3 separate regions of the Mus musculus genome follow, and all the other regions are linked to region 1. The links are chromatin contacts, called in public Hi-C maps. All regions are on one chromosome and are shown on one strand. The core of a region is the stretch at or near the end of the contact, and the rest is flanking DNA. Distances in the headings are between cores, read along the strand shown. Region 1 overlaps Ksr2 (kinase suppressor of ras 2). Region 2 overlaps Ksr2 (kinase suppressor of ras 2). Region 3 has its middle 30 kb from the start of Nos1.

Evidence for each region. Hi-C and Micro-C count contacts between places; a contact is called where the count stands out from the background.
Region 2: a Hi-C map of the N1E-115 cell line shows a contact between it and region 1, with 3 times the contacts expected there. The contact joins two enhancer-like sites. A contact is called at or near these places in 17 of 484 Hi-C or Micro-C datasets (the N1E-115 cell line, cerebral cortex, cortical neurons and 6 more), 3 of 115 datasets of contacts at active chromatin or transcription factors (embryonic stem cells and kidney) and 1 of 9 other capture datasets (embryonic stem cells).
Region 3: a contact with region 1 is called in a Hi-C map of the N1E-115 cell line, with 5 times the contacts expected there. The contact joins two enhancer-like sites. A contact is called at or near these places in 1 of 15 datasets of contacts at CTCF or cohesin (stem cell-derived epiblast-like cells), 10 of 484 Hi-C or Micro-C datasets (the N1E-115 cell line, Sertoli cells, cardiomyocytes and 6 more), 7 of 115 datasets of contacts at active chromatin or transcription factors (SST interneurons, VIP interneurons, embryonic forebrain and 4 more) and 1 of 9 other capture datasets (embryonic stem cells).

What each region holds. Positions count from the first base shown.
Region 1 is chr5:117,667,879-117,672,285 of GRCm38.p6, reverse strand. It overlaps Ksr2 (kinase suppressor of ras 2), which reads right to left. Exons shown (of 20, transcript NM_001312914.1): 6 at 3,919-3,988; 7 at 785-868. Among named protein-coding and RNA genes, the nearest start is that of Gm42013, 190 kb to the right of the region's middle. Within about 2 kb of position 2,480, at least 12 of the 459 cell types and tissues checked have an H3K27ac peak or open chromatin away from gene starts, as enhancers often do. A contact at or near this core is called in the N1E-115 cell line, where this site is marked.
Region 2 is chr5:117,514,724-117,519,478 of GRCm38.p6, reverse strand. All of the region lies in intron 3 of Ksr2 (kinase suppressor of ras 2), which reads right to left. Among named protein-coding and RNA genes, the nearest start is that of Gm42013, 33 kb to the right of the region's middle. Within about 2 kb of position 2,803, at least 7 of the 459 cell types and tissues checked have an H3K27ac peak or open chromatin away from gene starts, as enhancers often do. A contact at or near this core is called in the N1E-115 cell line, where this site is marked.
Region 3 is chr5:117,835,020-117,839,366 of GRCm38.p6, reverse strand. No RefSeq gene overlaps it. Among named protein-coding and RNA genes, the nearest start is that of Nos1, 30 kb to the left of the region's middle. Within about 2 kb of position 2,741, at least 3 of the 459 cell types and tissues checked have an H3K27ac peak or open chromatin away from gene starts, as enhancers often do. A contact at or near this core is called in the N1E-115 cell line, where this site is marked.

The sequences.
Region 1 (4,407 bases), core at 1,231-3,730:
GGGCTACACAGAGAAACCCTGTCTCAAAAAACCAAAAAAGAAAGAAAGAAAGAAAGAAAGAAAGAAAGAAAGGAAGGAAGGAAGGAAGGAAGGAAGGAAGGAAGGAAGGAAGGAAGGAAGAGAGAAAAAGGAAAAAAAATACTACAGAGCAACTAGAAGAAAAGTTTGCTGATGACTGGTCAGTAACACTGTGTTAGTTACTTCTGCTGTGACAGAAGTCCTGGGACAACTATAGCTCGGGGACATAGTCCACCACGTGGGAAAGCCTGGTCATGGGAGCATGAGGTTCTGCCATAGCAGCGGTGAGGACACAGAGAGTTCAGGGTGGGAAAGGAGCCAGCCTAGGACAATTCACATCTATTCCTATAGCCCAGTGTCTGCAGCTAGACCCCAGGTTCAAAAGGATCATCCAATTCCCAAAACACAAGCTGGAGAACCAAGCATCCAATCACATGAGACTGCGGGGGGGAAATACTTCCTAGTCAAAACCATAATGAAGGCCCTGCATGTGCGAATGAGAGCCCCTACCGGCCCCACCCACGGTGCCAGCACCCCTCCCCCACCTCCTCTCAGCTCCGGCTTTCCTCAGAGCTGTTCTTGATACTCTCCTCAAGCACACAGCTCTGCCTGGGACCTTTCTAAAATACAAAGCCAAAAAAAAAAAAAAAAAAAATCATCTCTCCCAGAGTCAAGAGCTCACACTTGCTGGACCATGCCCATGCCCATCCCCCACACTGGCTGGCATCTGGCATTGTAAAAAGTCCCTTAAAGAAAAAGCACTCACTTGCAGTTTTTACACTTGAGGCCAAAAAGCATCCCTTTCCCGCAGACCGTGCACGTCTGAGACATCCAGTACTTGGTGGAAAACCTGTGGGAAAGAAACAGGAAATGTCCAAGGTGAGTCACTGTCCACACAGTCAGCAGGATGCACCCCGAGGATGGGAAGCTGATATGCTCTGGATGCCAGCCTTGTTTGTTCCAAGACATGTGGCAACTAAGTTTCATCAAGTTGCTTAAACCAAGAAGCCTCAGTCTACTTGCCTGCAAAGTGGGGTAATCATGACGGTGTGTTCAAAGTGTCACAGCATCTGAGACATAAGTAATGCTCAAAGAACTGAACTGTGACTGTGAGTACCTTGAGTGTTCATTACGGTCAGGGATTCATTCAACAAACATACTTTGGTTGGTCTACTCGCGACACGTTCAGTTCTATAAGAGAGCCATGGGCCCTCTAAATTGAGTAGAAGCAGAGTGTTTCCCACTCCCAATCCCACCCAGACAAGCAAAAGCCTTGCCTGACCATCCTGCCCATCTTCCCTCAGTCAATGCCACCTGCTGCAAACAGTATGGAAATCCCCATACATCACCAATTCAGTTTGGAAGTCACTTGATTAACTCACAGGTCACCCCCTCAGGCACTGTGGTGTGCTTCCTGCCTTGAGATAGGAGACAGAGGTGGGGGCTGGAGCCGGCAAAAGCACTGAAGGTTCCCAGGTCACAGTTAATTTTAATTTTCAATTTGCGCCACCGCCAGCAGTAGTTGTGGCTAATCTCCACAGCCTCCTCCGGAGTGTCAAAGGGGAAACTTGGACGCAGTTACATAACTCAGACACAGGGAACTTTGGTGGGGGGGCTGCCTCCCTCGGCTGGCCCCTCTCGTGGGATCTGGGTCAGACCTCCAAACACAGTGAGCCATCATCAGCCTGGAGCTGCCACAGCTAAGCAAACAGTAATATTCACAGCGGAGATGCTGGCTGGCCTGTGTTCCCTCTCTAGCTTTGGACTTGGGTTTGGCTAAGCCCCTTTGGGTCTTAGCAGGGCTTAGTGGGTCTATTCTGCACACTGGGGTTGCTCAGGGGAGGTAATGGCAAAACCCACACACTGGCTAAGCGGCACAGGAAGAGGGGAAGGTGTGAGGGGCGTGCAGGCTGTTTTCTTTCCTCTCCAGCCTTGTCTGTCCCCTGGGTGAGTGTTCTCTGCTGTCTGGCTCCTGCTGTGATAATTCTAGTGACAGAGAGTGAGATCTATTGCCTCTAGTGATGTATTTTTATGAGACGGGTTATATTACGAAGCCCAGGCTATCCTTGAACGCTTGACCTTGAGCCTCGCCCTCCTGTGTGCCGGGACTGCTAGCATGTACCATTACACCCCACGACACAGGGAATGGGTTGTTAACATCATTTCTTTACCAGGCAGGGAGACTCTCCTTCCTGGCATCTAGCCAAGGGCTGGGAATGCAGGGTGAGGCTGAAGAGCTGATGGCCAACAGGAGGCCCTCACTGCACCAGGGAGCCATCTCTGGGGCCTGATTCCCCTATATACCAGGGTCTGAAGCTGGACAGTGCCAGGTTCCAGTGTAATGGTGAGAAAGTCCAGGGGTGGGCGCCAACCAGGTGAGGCTGAGGTAAGAGTATCTCCAGGCAGGGGTGTGACTGAGCAGCAAGGATAACCAATCTGGAGGGGTGGCTGAGCCAGAGATGTGGTTAACAGAGAGGTGGAAATGAACCACAGCCGTAGGCAACCCAGGAGTGAGTGGAATGAGGGATCGTGGCCAGCCCAAGGTGGAGCTGAGCCAGAAAACATTTTACAAGGCCCTTGTCTTGCCTTCCCTCCCCTCCACAGCTCAGCCCCCTAACCATTGCTCCACCTGGTCACTGACATGTCCATCACTATTTCTCAGGGTTACACCTACACCAAGGTCTCCCTTGGTTTGAGTGCTGACATTTTTCTTTAAGAGCTGTTGATGAGTCGCCGCAACGGAGTGCTCTGTCCAGCCTGGCCCCAGGCTGAGACTGTGTGTCTGTGTTGGCATCTGGTGTTTCTCCCCTCAGGCCTCTGACAGACCTCTGGGGACTGTCATGGCTTGTTGGCAGACCCTCTGCTGACTGGCCAGCTCCCCAGGGGCACAGACCTAAGTCCCATGGCGTTGACAATAACACTCTGTGCTGCAACAATGACACAAGCCTTCTGCATGTTGGAAGAAAGGCTCCCTGAAGGAGCAAACAGGAGCCCAGCTGGCTGCCTGGGGAGGTATCTCAGATCTCATAGGCTGAGCATAATTAATTAGCTTTCCATCCCTTCCCTTATCCAAGGAGGCCTCAGTTTCCTCTCAGCAGTGAGCTTCGCCGCCATCGTGCCATCCCGCCATCCCGGCCTGACTTCCCCTCTTCTCCCCCGAGTCTGTGAGGAGACTGGAACAATGTGTAGAAAGCTCAATCTGGGAGAGTCACGAAGTTGTTGGAAAACAAATTCTAGGCTGTGGGGGATGAGGGAAGGCCTCCCACGTGCCTATTGGCCTGCTGCTTTGGGCTAACCTCTAGCAATGCGTTTAGCTGGCCACCTTGAGTTTCCTTGAATAGGGAGCTCCGCTGTGGAGCCTGAAGTACTTATTAGTATCAGCAAGGTGTGTGCGCGGTGCACATCATCATCTTATTCATAAGCAGGATGCACGAACTCACGGGACTTGGCTTAATTCTTACAAGAAAGCAAAGTTTCTTCTCTAACTGTGGTTTGATGTCACTCTCTCTGTAGCCTGCTTGTCTTGTTTAATGTTATAGTTTAATGTTATTTCTTTGAAGATCTTGACTGTAATATCCCGGGGTCTTGCTTTATTTCTCTCATTGTCTGGTATGTGTCTTTTAATAATAAAAACATCACTTGGACAAAAAGTGGAGCCCAGAGAGGTTAAGTAATCTCCCAAGGCTACAAAGTGTTACCGGGAGGGATTAGAACTCAGCTCAGCCTGACTATAAAGCCTCTCTGCTGCCTGCTGTCGGTTTGACCAAGGCAAGGCTGTGATGCAGGCAGCCTTGTCGGTCCAGCAAAAGACAGGACATGGCAGCGTGGAAGCTGGGGATGGACATGTTACAGGTCCCCATAGGATTCAGCCCCCTTCACCACCATCAGCCTCCTACCTACCTGTGCTTGATGGAATTGCCAAGGTCTCTGCGTGGGATCTGTGGTGACCAGCGAGGTACAGAGAGTGTGTCTGTGGGGACAAGAACAGACAGGAAGGTCAAAGGCTCAGCCGTCTCTGCCTGGGCCCTGGGAATAAAAAGGAACCCCAGCCCCACTGGCCTCAGAAAGGTTCCCCGGATGCCTCAGCCTGCCGAGCCATGGAAGTACCCAGTTTAGGTCATGGGCTCTTGAGTCCCAGGAGACTCCCCAGGCAGGGCAGGCAGCAGATGCCTTCAAATATGTCTACCAGCAGAAGTAGGGCATGCAGAAGCGTACCAGTCAGTCTATCGCTCAGGCTGAGGCAGGAGGACCTTGAGTTCAAGGTCATTCTGCACTTCATTGTAATAAAAGCAGAGAAGAAAGGAAGATGGAAGCTGTATGTGTGAGACCCTGGAATGACTCAGTGATGGATGAAGGCTTTGCCAACAAACCCGAACACCTGAGCTTGAT
Region 2 (4,755 bases), core at 1,554-4,053, 150 kb after region 1:
CACATGAGAGCGAGTTCAAAGCTCGAGTCGGAGACCCTGCGCCAGGTTTGGCATGGTTATTCCCAGCAGAGGCGTTGGGAGGATGTCAACAGACCCATCCTGTCTCCAGGAGTGTCCCAAGACACCAAACCCAGGGTGGCCAGCGACCTGGTCCCCATCACCCTGGCCTCATCTCTAGCTTCCTTCCTGAGCTACCAGGGGCTGTTGTTTGCCTTCAAATCTGATAGCTGGTATGTGTCTGCATGTTGCTTGTCTGTGTCTATGTATGTATGTATGTATGTATGTATGTATGTATGTATGTGTGTGCTGGTGTATACACACACATGCACATTTCTGAGTGTTGGTGTATGTCTGTGCATGGCTAAGTGTGTATCTATGTATTACTGTGTGTGCATACATGTGTGTACACCTGTGCACACATGTATGTACATCAAAATTCCCAGCTCTCCTCTGCTTCCTGGACTACGCCCCACACACACACACACACATACACACACACACACACACACACACACACACACACACACACACGGAAAGCCAGACTCCAGCCCTCACCAGCCTTCACACCAACTCAATTACAGCTTCCTATGCCTTCGACAGAGCCTCGGCTCCCACGGGCTCTCCTGACTTTCATCTGGCTTCAGAGTACTTCAGCTGCCATCTCCCTGGTCGCCCGCATCATCCCACAGCTGTGGGAACCCCACAGCTCTTCAGAGAAGTCGGTTCATGGTCCCAACCACAGCAATCTTCCCCTAATAAGTGCTGCTGATGCTGCAATGTGTCTCTTTGTCTGTTTGCTCACTCGTTCATTTCCTGGTACTGAGGATGGAACCCAGGACTCCCAAGCCTGCTGGGCCTGCAGTTCATCCCTGGGCGCTCGGAGATGCTTTTGATTGACAGGTCTGAGGTGGAGAGGCACAGGCCCTGCTGACACCACACGGGTGGAAGTCAAAAATGTGCACAACCTAGCACCCTCACAGTAACCCAGGCCCTCTGAGGTCAACAGCAATTAGAGACACTGTGACTGAGATAGCTCCACGGCTACCCAGAAACTCCAGGAACGCGTCCCGTCCCACATCGCCCAGTCGGCGACCCTGATCCTGAGTCTGGATACCCCACCTGTCCCCAGAACAATTTGTATTAAGGAAGGACCCTCTTACGAGTTGACAGTCCCCAGCCTGCGAGTCCTCTAGGCTGGAAACACATTCCCTCTGGGGACATAAATCCAGTCTCTGTGACAGACCATGGGCGACTTCACAGCTATGTTACAGAAAGGTCGGCTATGGCTCCAGCACTTTTCTTCTGCTCTAATTCGCTAGCGGGGCTCAAGGGTTTCTCCCTCCATCCACAGGAAAATGGCTTCTGTAAGCTCAAGGGTTTCTGCTCTCTACTGAGTTCACAGGATGGCTCAGCCCTGGATGAAACAGTCTTCTGGAAACCCACTATAGGCAGGTGGTGCAGTCACAGCTCGGGGGTGACTGAGGCACAGGGGAGGAATTCCTTTCTTCAGGTCTGTGATTTACAGCTCAAAGGCCCAAGAGCCTACAGGGGACTATACTCACTGCCAAGACAGTGCCCCCTCTGTGTGCCCTAGAAGTGGTTGGGCCAGCAGGAAAGGCTAGGACTAGACATCCCAGGCAGTGGTCCCTTTTTTTTAAATAGGACATCGGAAAGAGCTGGAAAGAGCCGAAAAGACCCAGAAAGACCCGAGGGTGGGATCCAGCTGTAGACACACCCTCCCAGAGCCAGTCAGTAAAACTACAAGGAATCGAAGAAACAAACCTCCCACACACACACCCTCCAGACACCCAACAGAGCCACAGGCTGGCCAGGGCAGGTGAAAGAAGGTGCCAGGCCCCTGCCTCTGTCAAACTGGGCCTGTGGCGCCTGCGCATACATCTGTGCCCATGCATATGTCTGTGCCCTTTTTGCTTATTTTGGTTTTTGTTTTCGTCTGTTTGCTGGACCCCATGTTAAAGGCTAAGATGCAGGTCAGCACTTAAACTCAAGGTTTTTCCCTTCTCTCCCTAATATCTCTACTGACTGGCTTTGGGAAGGCATCTCCACAGCCGGAGCTAGCCCCAGATCCCACCCTCGGGTCTTTTCAGCTCTATCTGGCTCTTTCCAATGTCCTATTAAAAAAAAAAACAAAAAAAAAAAAAAAAAAAAAACAAGGAGCTCTGGCCTGATTCAACTCCACCATTATCTGCTGGTACCTGGAAGAGAGTACTTCCTTTTCAGAGCTTAATTGGCAGGGTAACCGTCACCTGGGCCTGGGTGACAGGATGCTAGGAGGGGGTGAGTGACAGCAAGGTCCCTTCTGATCAGACCAGAACGGACAGAAGCTGTGAACCTGCTCAGACGTCCGCATACCAGGACCAGCCGGTAAGAGACCAAATTGCAGAACGCACTCCTGGGTGTCAGTACACCAGGAAGCTCAGTCTGTGAATTACATCCACAATCGTTTCCTGCTGTGTCTGGATCCAACCTTCCCCAAACCCCAGGCCTCAGTTCCCCTCCCCCCGCCCCCCACCAACCCCCGGCCTCGATTTCCAAAGATTTAACTCTGGTTCCAGTTTGCACAAGCTGATGATGCATCTCTTCCAGGGAATCTGCAGTCGGGCCAAAGGAAGATTGTTAGACAGCGCCTCCTGGTGGCCATATATGGTACTGCATCATCACAAGCGCACCTTGGTCGTTTGACCCTGCTAGAATCAAATATACAAAGCAAACATACAAGCCTGCCCCTCAGTTCTGTGGCTCACCGCACTGATGTAGGCACACCAACACCTGACAGTCTATCAGCTACTTCACAGGGCCACCTGGAATCCAGTTACAAAGCAAAGCAAGTCCCATCCCTATCCCCACCCCCACCCCATCTCTTCTCCACAAAGTAACTGACAGAGCAGAAGAAAACAAATGCTCAAAAAAAGGAAAAAGTTTCGGGTGATGCCGCTACACTGAGCGCTGATCCCAAGGGCAGGGCTGGTGTGGGCCAACCCAGCCCAACAGCTTCTCTCTGGGGGTGGGAGGAAAGGGTAGTTTCAGGCTTCCTGTGGGGATGTGAGGTGGCCCCGTAGTTCAAAATCCCTTTGGGCGCAACCTACATTTGCCCAAGGGGAACAAGGAGCTGCCCAGTGGGAATGGCATTCAGCAAGTTCTGTCCATATGACATCCACATCCCGGGCACCTCGACTCGCTAGAGAAATCTGTTTTGATGGTCACAGACCACTACTTCGTGGGAGCACCTACTTGGGGTGTGTGCTGGCTGGTTTTATGCCAACTTTAATACAAGCTAGATTCGTCTAAGAAGGAACTTCAATTGAGGAAACTCCTCCATAAGATTGGCTGGAGGCGAGCCAGTAGGGCATTTTCTTAATCAATGATCAGCGGTGAAGGGCCCCGCCCACTGTGGGTGGGGCAAGCCCATTGTGGGTGGAGCCATCCAAGGGCTGGTGGTTCCGGGTTCCATAAGAAAGCCGGCTGAGCAAGCCATGGGGAGCAAGCCAGTAAGCAGCACCCTTCCATGGCCTCTGTATTAGCTCTTGCCCCTAGGTTCCTGCCCTACTTGAGTTCCTGCTCTGACTTCCTACACTGATGATCACTGATGTGGAAGTGTAAGCTGAATAAACCCTTTCCTCCCCAAGTTGCTTTTAGTCCTGGTGTTTCAGCCCAGCAATAGTAACTCTAAGTAAGACAGGATGAGATTTACTCGGGTCCTCTATTTGGTATTAGCTGTGTTACCCAGGGCAAGTTATAAAGCTCTCTGGGCATGTTCTTTATTTCTGCCTCCCTCGAGCATTTATCTTTAAGTTCCCTGTGAATGCTGGCTCCGCACGACACACGGCACCACACGCCTAACAGTCTATGCACCGCAGCCCACAGTGTTCTCATCAACACCTCCCTAGGCTCTCCCCCTAAAGGAAGTCCTTCTCCATATCACACCAAACCCCGCCCACTTTAGAGTCGTGTGTGTTTTATTTAACACATTTTTTTCTCACATTCTCCATCTTATTTTAAGGTTAACAAATGTTTCCTCTAAAGCGCCAGATAGTAAATATTTCAGGCTTCTCGAGGTGCGCAGTCTCTGCCATGCCAAACACTTCTGGTGTTAATGATAAAAAACACAGTAGTCAGACCTGTGGGTGCATGCCTGTGGGTGCCCAGCACCTGGAATGCTGAGGCAGGAGGATGAGGAGTCAGAGGATAGCCTGGGGCACTGTCTCAAAACAAAAAAAAGCTAGCCTTAGACAACATACAAACAAGTATATGGCAATGTGCTAATAAAAGTTGATTTTAGTGGTGCATGCCTTTAATCCCAGCACTTGGGAGGCAGAGGCAGGTGGATTTCTGAGTTCCAGGCCAGCCTGGTCTACAGAGTGAGTTCCAGGACAGCCAGAGCTACACAGAGAAACCCTGTCTCAAAAAAACAAAACAAAACAAAACAGAACAGAACAACAAATAGTAGGCTACGGGCCAGCAGAGAGGATGCCCTCACTTGCTTGTCCTTTGTCCCACCACCAACACTCACTCAGAACAGGCTTGTCCTCTCTTCTCTCCCAAGAAAAACATGCAAATACCTCCTGCCTCCCTCTGCCCTCGGGAAGGGGAGGCTCCACTGTGGAATCAAATGAGCTCACGGGCTTCTTAAATCATCCAGTACTTTTGTTCCCACACTAAATAGTTTCTAGTAAAAAAGAAGGCACATTCTGGGGCAAGCACTTTCTCGCTGAGTGACCCACGAGCCACCTCCCT
Region 3 (4,347 bases), core at 1,492-3,991, 170 kb before region 1:
GGTGTCAGAAGGGAAGGGGTGGCTCTCTGGGTTGGGAGCATCTTCACTAATGTTAGGAACTAGTTTCCCCAAGAAGGACAGAGAAAAGACCAGAGGCTTTTGCCGTTGACTTGGTGGCTCTGGGCAGGATATAGCAACAGTCCCCCAAAATGCTTTTTGGGAATGGCGGTTTACATGATGTCGTGGTTTAGGTCTACCGCATGAAGCCTTGTGCACGTCAGGATAGGTGGTGAGGATGTAGCCTTTCTCAGTCTGAGAGGATGGAGCTCACTCGGGTACATCCAGACCTCTGCTCCAGAGACACCACAGAAACAGCTACCATGGGGCCTCGTCCTAAATCCCTGCGTGGACAGTGGGTAGATAAAATGGTACTATCTCTCCCCCTATATCAGCTATGGCCCCTCTGCTCAGAGTTGGCCCGGGGGAGCCAAAGGAGGAAGGAACTCGGTTTGCTTACTCTATGTGGCTGCCACCGAGGGCTAATACATTACCCAGGGCTAATGAAAACATAATTATCTTCTTTTGGCTGTAGAGAGGGGCTAATTTAATAGGCTGTGATCGAAAGGCATCTGCTGAATTTACCCATCATTGAAAACGCTTGAAGGGCCCGGGAGGGGAGAGCAGAGTGCCTCTGGCTGGCTTGCAGCTGTGTCCAGGGCGCCTCCAGCTCAGAATTCGGTGGCCAAGGTCCCAAGGCAGGCACAGACCTAGGGGCTCCACCTCCGCCGTGAATTCTCAGACCTTTCTTCTGCATCATGTAGCCTCTGTTCCCTCATTCACACAATGGGGCTTACTTATTCCTCTTACACTGTAACTTGAGGGACTAGATGAGGTGATGGGGTGGGGGAGGGAGGTATCAGCATATCCTGTGTCCACTAATAACTTCACCTGATTGGGCAGGCTGGACCGAGATGTCGGGTCTCTGCATAAACACTCCCTTCCTGGAGAAGCCCCCACTCAGGGTTCCCATCATGGTTTGAACCCACAGTACATCTGAGAGCATTTACAGATTCAGAGTTAGCCTGGGAAGAAAGCGACGACGAGGGTGGACGGTCACTGTCACCACTCCAAGCCACTGTTTTCAAAGATTGTCCCTGGACAAGTAGATCACTGTCCCCTGAGAACCTCCTGGTGATTCTCGCTCCAGACCCACTGGAGCAAATGTTCAGGGCTGTGTTTGAGACACGTACTTTGTGGAGTTTGTGAGAATCTCAGTGCCAACCGAAAACCAAACACTTGTGTGAATAAGTGAATGAAGAGCCAAGAAGTTGGAGTTCATTTACTCAACAGCAACCCCTTATTAGGCACCAACTGTATACACAGCTCCGTGCAATGAGCCTTTAAGCCTCTTTTATAGCTACGCTCCCATTCTCTCGGACCTCCGTTCTGAGGAATGCCCCCGGAGTTGCAGGACTCAGGTCTGTCCCTCTGTTGCCATGGCAACCAGATCCCCTCTGTCCCCGAAGCAGCTCCACCTGTCTCTCCCCGGGTGAGAACTAGTGGTTTCAGAATGAAGTTAGCTTAGCCCTGGGTGAACTCAGCCCTGGGGTGTTTGCTCGGGAGTCATCATTGCAATGTGTTTGTTATGAGACCCAATGCCCGTCAGTCTCCTTTGCAGTTAGAGAAATGAGAGGCTTTGCAAATGAGAGGCTTTGCTGTCTGGCATCAGACACAGGGAGGCTAAGACCAGAAAGTTCCAGAGCCATCTAGGGGCAGCAGCCTGTGGGTGGCTGCTTAGTTCTTTCCCTCCAGCTCAGGGATCATAAGAGGGAAAGCATTTCATCTGAGCAGCCTTGGGGCCAAAAGGCTGGCAGGCCAGATATGACCTAGTATTGGGAACACGGGTATCTGAGAGGCTAGTATCCCTAAGGGAAGCAGGGGGTGCCACAGTTCCTGAAGATGTTAGCCTAGACACCAGAAACAATTTGTGAGAGTCTGGCAGAGCTGAGGGAGGAACCGTTTAAAGTTTATCGGAGCAATCTGGCCATAAGAAGTAACATGATCTGTCATGGGCTCTGCGAGCCTGGGCAAGCAGCCTGGAGTCTCTGGGCCGCAAAAGATAAATTAATGTGAAGATGGATCTTTGACATGAGTTATATGTAAAATCTAGCACAAAAAGGTTCCAAACTGCCCAGAGCCTCTTTACAGGACCTTTCAGCACTGGTAGTTTGTCTCCAGGGACTCTGACGGTTTTTGGCTTTCCCAAGCTAGCTCAGCAGATGTAGTTCCAGGAGTGACCGAGAGATGGCGCTAAGCCTTCACGGTAGCCAACTTGACCCATCAGGAAGGCACTTAGGCTTCTTGGAGTCAATTTTGGGGGGCCTCTGGCCTGGGTCCTGGCCAAGCTGGGCTGATTTGGGTGACATTCAACTGTTGGGCCTGTTAAAATCTTATAGTCCAAGCCTGTGCTTTTTCAGACCCCCTTTAGTGTGGAGTTGGGAGTTTATAATTTGAAGGGTGCAGCCAGGGATTAAAAGTCTTCTAGAGAACGCACTAGGGAATAGTGGGGTCTGCAGGTAACATTTTAATATTTCCACTAAATTAAAGCATCGGGGTCACACCTATTAGAGAGCTCTGACCACAGATGTGGGTTTTAATTCCTGTAGGTGCTGCTGTATACTGTCGTGGGAAGTCTCTATCAGTGTCACAAACCAGCAGGTGCCTAAGGATTCCCCAAAGTTCAGGAATGAGCCCCCTCCCCAAAATGGATATCTGGAGTGGCTGTGTCTTCAGCAAGCTGTTGAGGAGACTAAGGCAGACTATCTCCTGTTTCCAAGTTGGCTGTCTCATGACTGTGAGGTCACCCCAGTAACTTGAATCAATTGGATGTCAGAGCTCAGGGCTTTCTGACCAGGAGAGAATAAGGTGGCTTCTCTCAGGAAAGCTTTGAAAGTGAGGGTAAGGCTGACCAGGTCCCGTTGTGGGAGTGAGGACCTCAGAAACCGCAGAGCCTTACTCTGGTCCCTCGCCTCGGCCTGCAGACATCTGGATTCCAATGACACAGCTTCTCGGGAACCATGACACCCCTCCCTTATCCGAGCAGAGATTTCCCATGGCCACACCCCTCTTGCCACACCACAGATATTCACAGAGAAGATCATACTGTTGGCTACTACTGAGCAGTCCCTGGGGGGGGGGGGGTGTCACTGGAGAAATGGAGGACATAGGAGCAGGTAGAATTTTCAGCATCTTGTTCTAGAATCTAGCCCAGAAAGCCAGGGTTGAGGGCTGGGATCCTTTAACTCTCCTTTCACCTGCTGTGTGACCCTGGGCAAGAGTGCTCCCCTCTCTGGGCTGCTAGGAAATGAAGGAGGTTGGACTAGAACGTAGATTCTGTCTGCACTCTAGGTTTGCTCTGGGCTCTGCAGCCCCCTTGGCAGTGCGGAGAGCAAAGGCTGGGTGAGGCTGTCATAGTCTTCAGGTGCCCCCTCAGTTCAGAGGCTCTGGCTTTTGTGTTTGGCTTTCTTGCTTGTACATCAGGGGTGTGCTGTTCCACGCAGTGCCAGGAAGCTGTGTCATTCATTCAGGTACCTGTGCCTCCCTCTTTCTGTTGTGTGTGTGTGTGTGTGTGTGTGTGTGTGTGTGTGTGTGTGTGTGTAGGCCTTTGCCAGGAGGTGGGGTGGTTAGTCCCCGAGGCAGGATTCTGTCCACAGCAGTCATCAGAGTGCTGACTCTCTGCAGTCTCTGATGTCTGCACCCCCACAACGGGACCTGGTCAGCCTTACCCACACTTTCAAAGCTTTAATGAGAGAAGCCACTCTGTTCTTCCCAGTCAGATTGCCCTGATCTCTGACATCCAATTGATTCAAGCAGACATTCTCTAATTGTGTGGACAGGCACTTAGTCTCTAATGGTGTGGATGAGCAGGGTGTGTGTGCGCGCGCGTGCAGGGAATGTGCTATTTAGAAGCTCAGGATCAGTTCTGGGCTCTGTTGGCTCCTAGCTGTGTGCTCTTAGGCTGGTTATCGGCCTCTTTTGAAGGTAGCAGCCTTGCTGGACTCTATTTTGGTGTTTTTCAGTGTCTAGCAGTTGGATAACATGTCCCAGGCATTCAGTAACTTAGCCCAGATGCTTGGGCAGATGCGGCAGTTCCTCCACACTACCGATTTTAGAAGCTGAGCCCTTGGGCCACCAGCAGCACCAGTATCTGGGCTGTGTGGCACTTGAACATTTCCTGTCCTTGTCCCAGTCAGTGACACTACAGGAGAGGTTGAATGGCTGAACATGAATTAGCTTGTTGTTGTTGTTGTTGTTGTTGTTGTTGTTGTTGTTGTTGTTCTTCTTCTTCTTCTTCTTCTTCTTCTTCTTCTTCTTCTTCTTCTTCTTCTTCCTCTTCCTCCTTCTCTT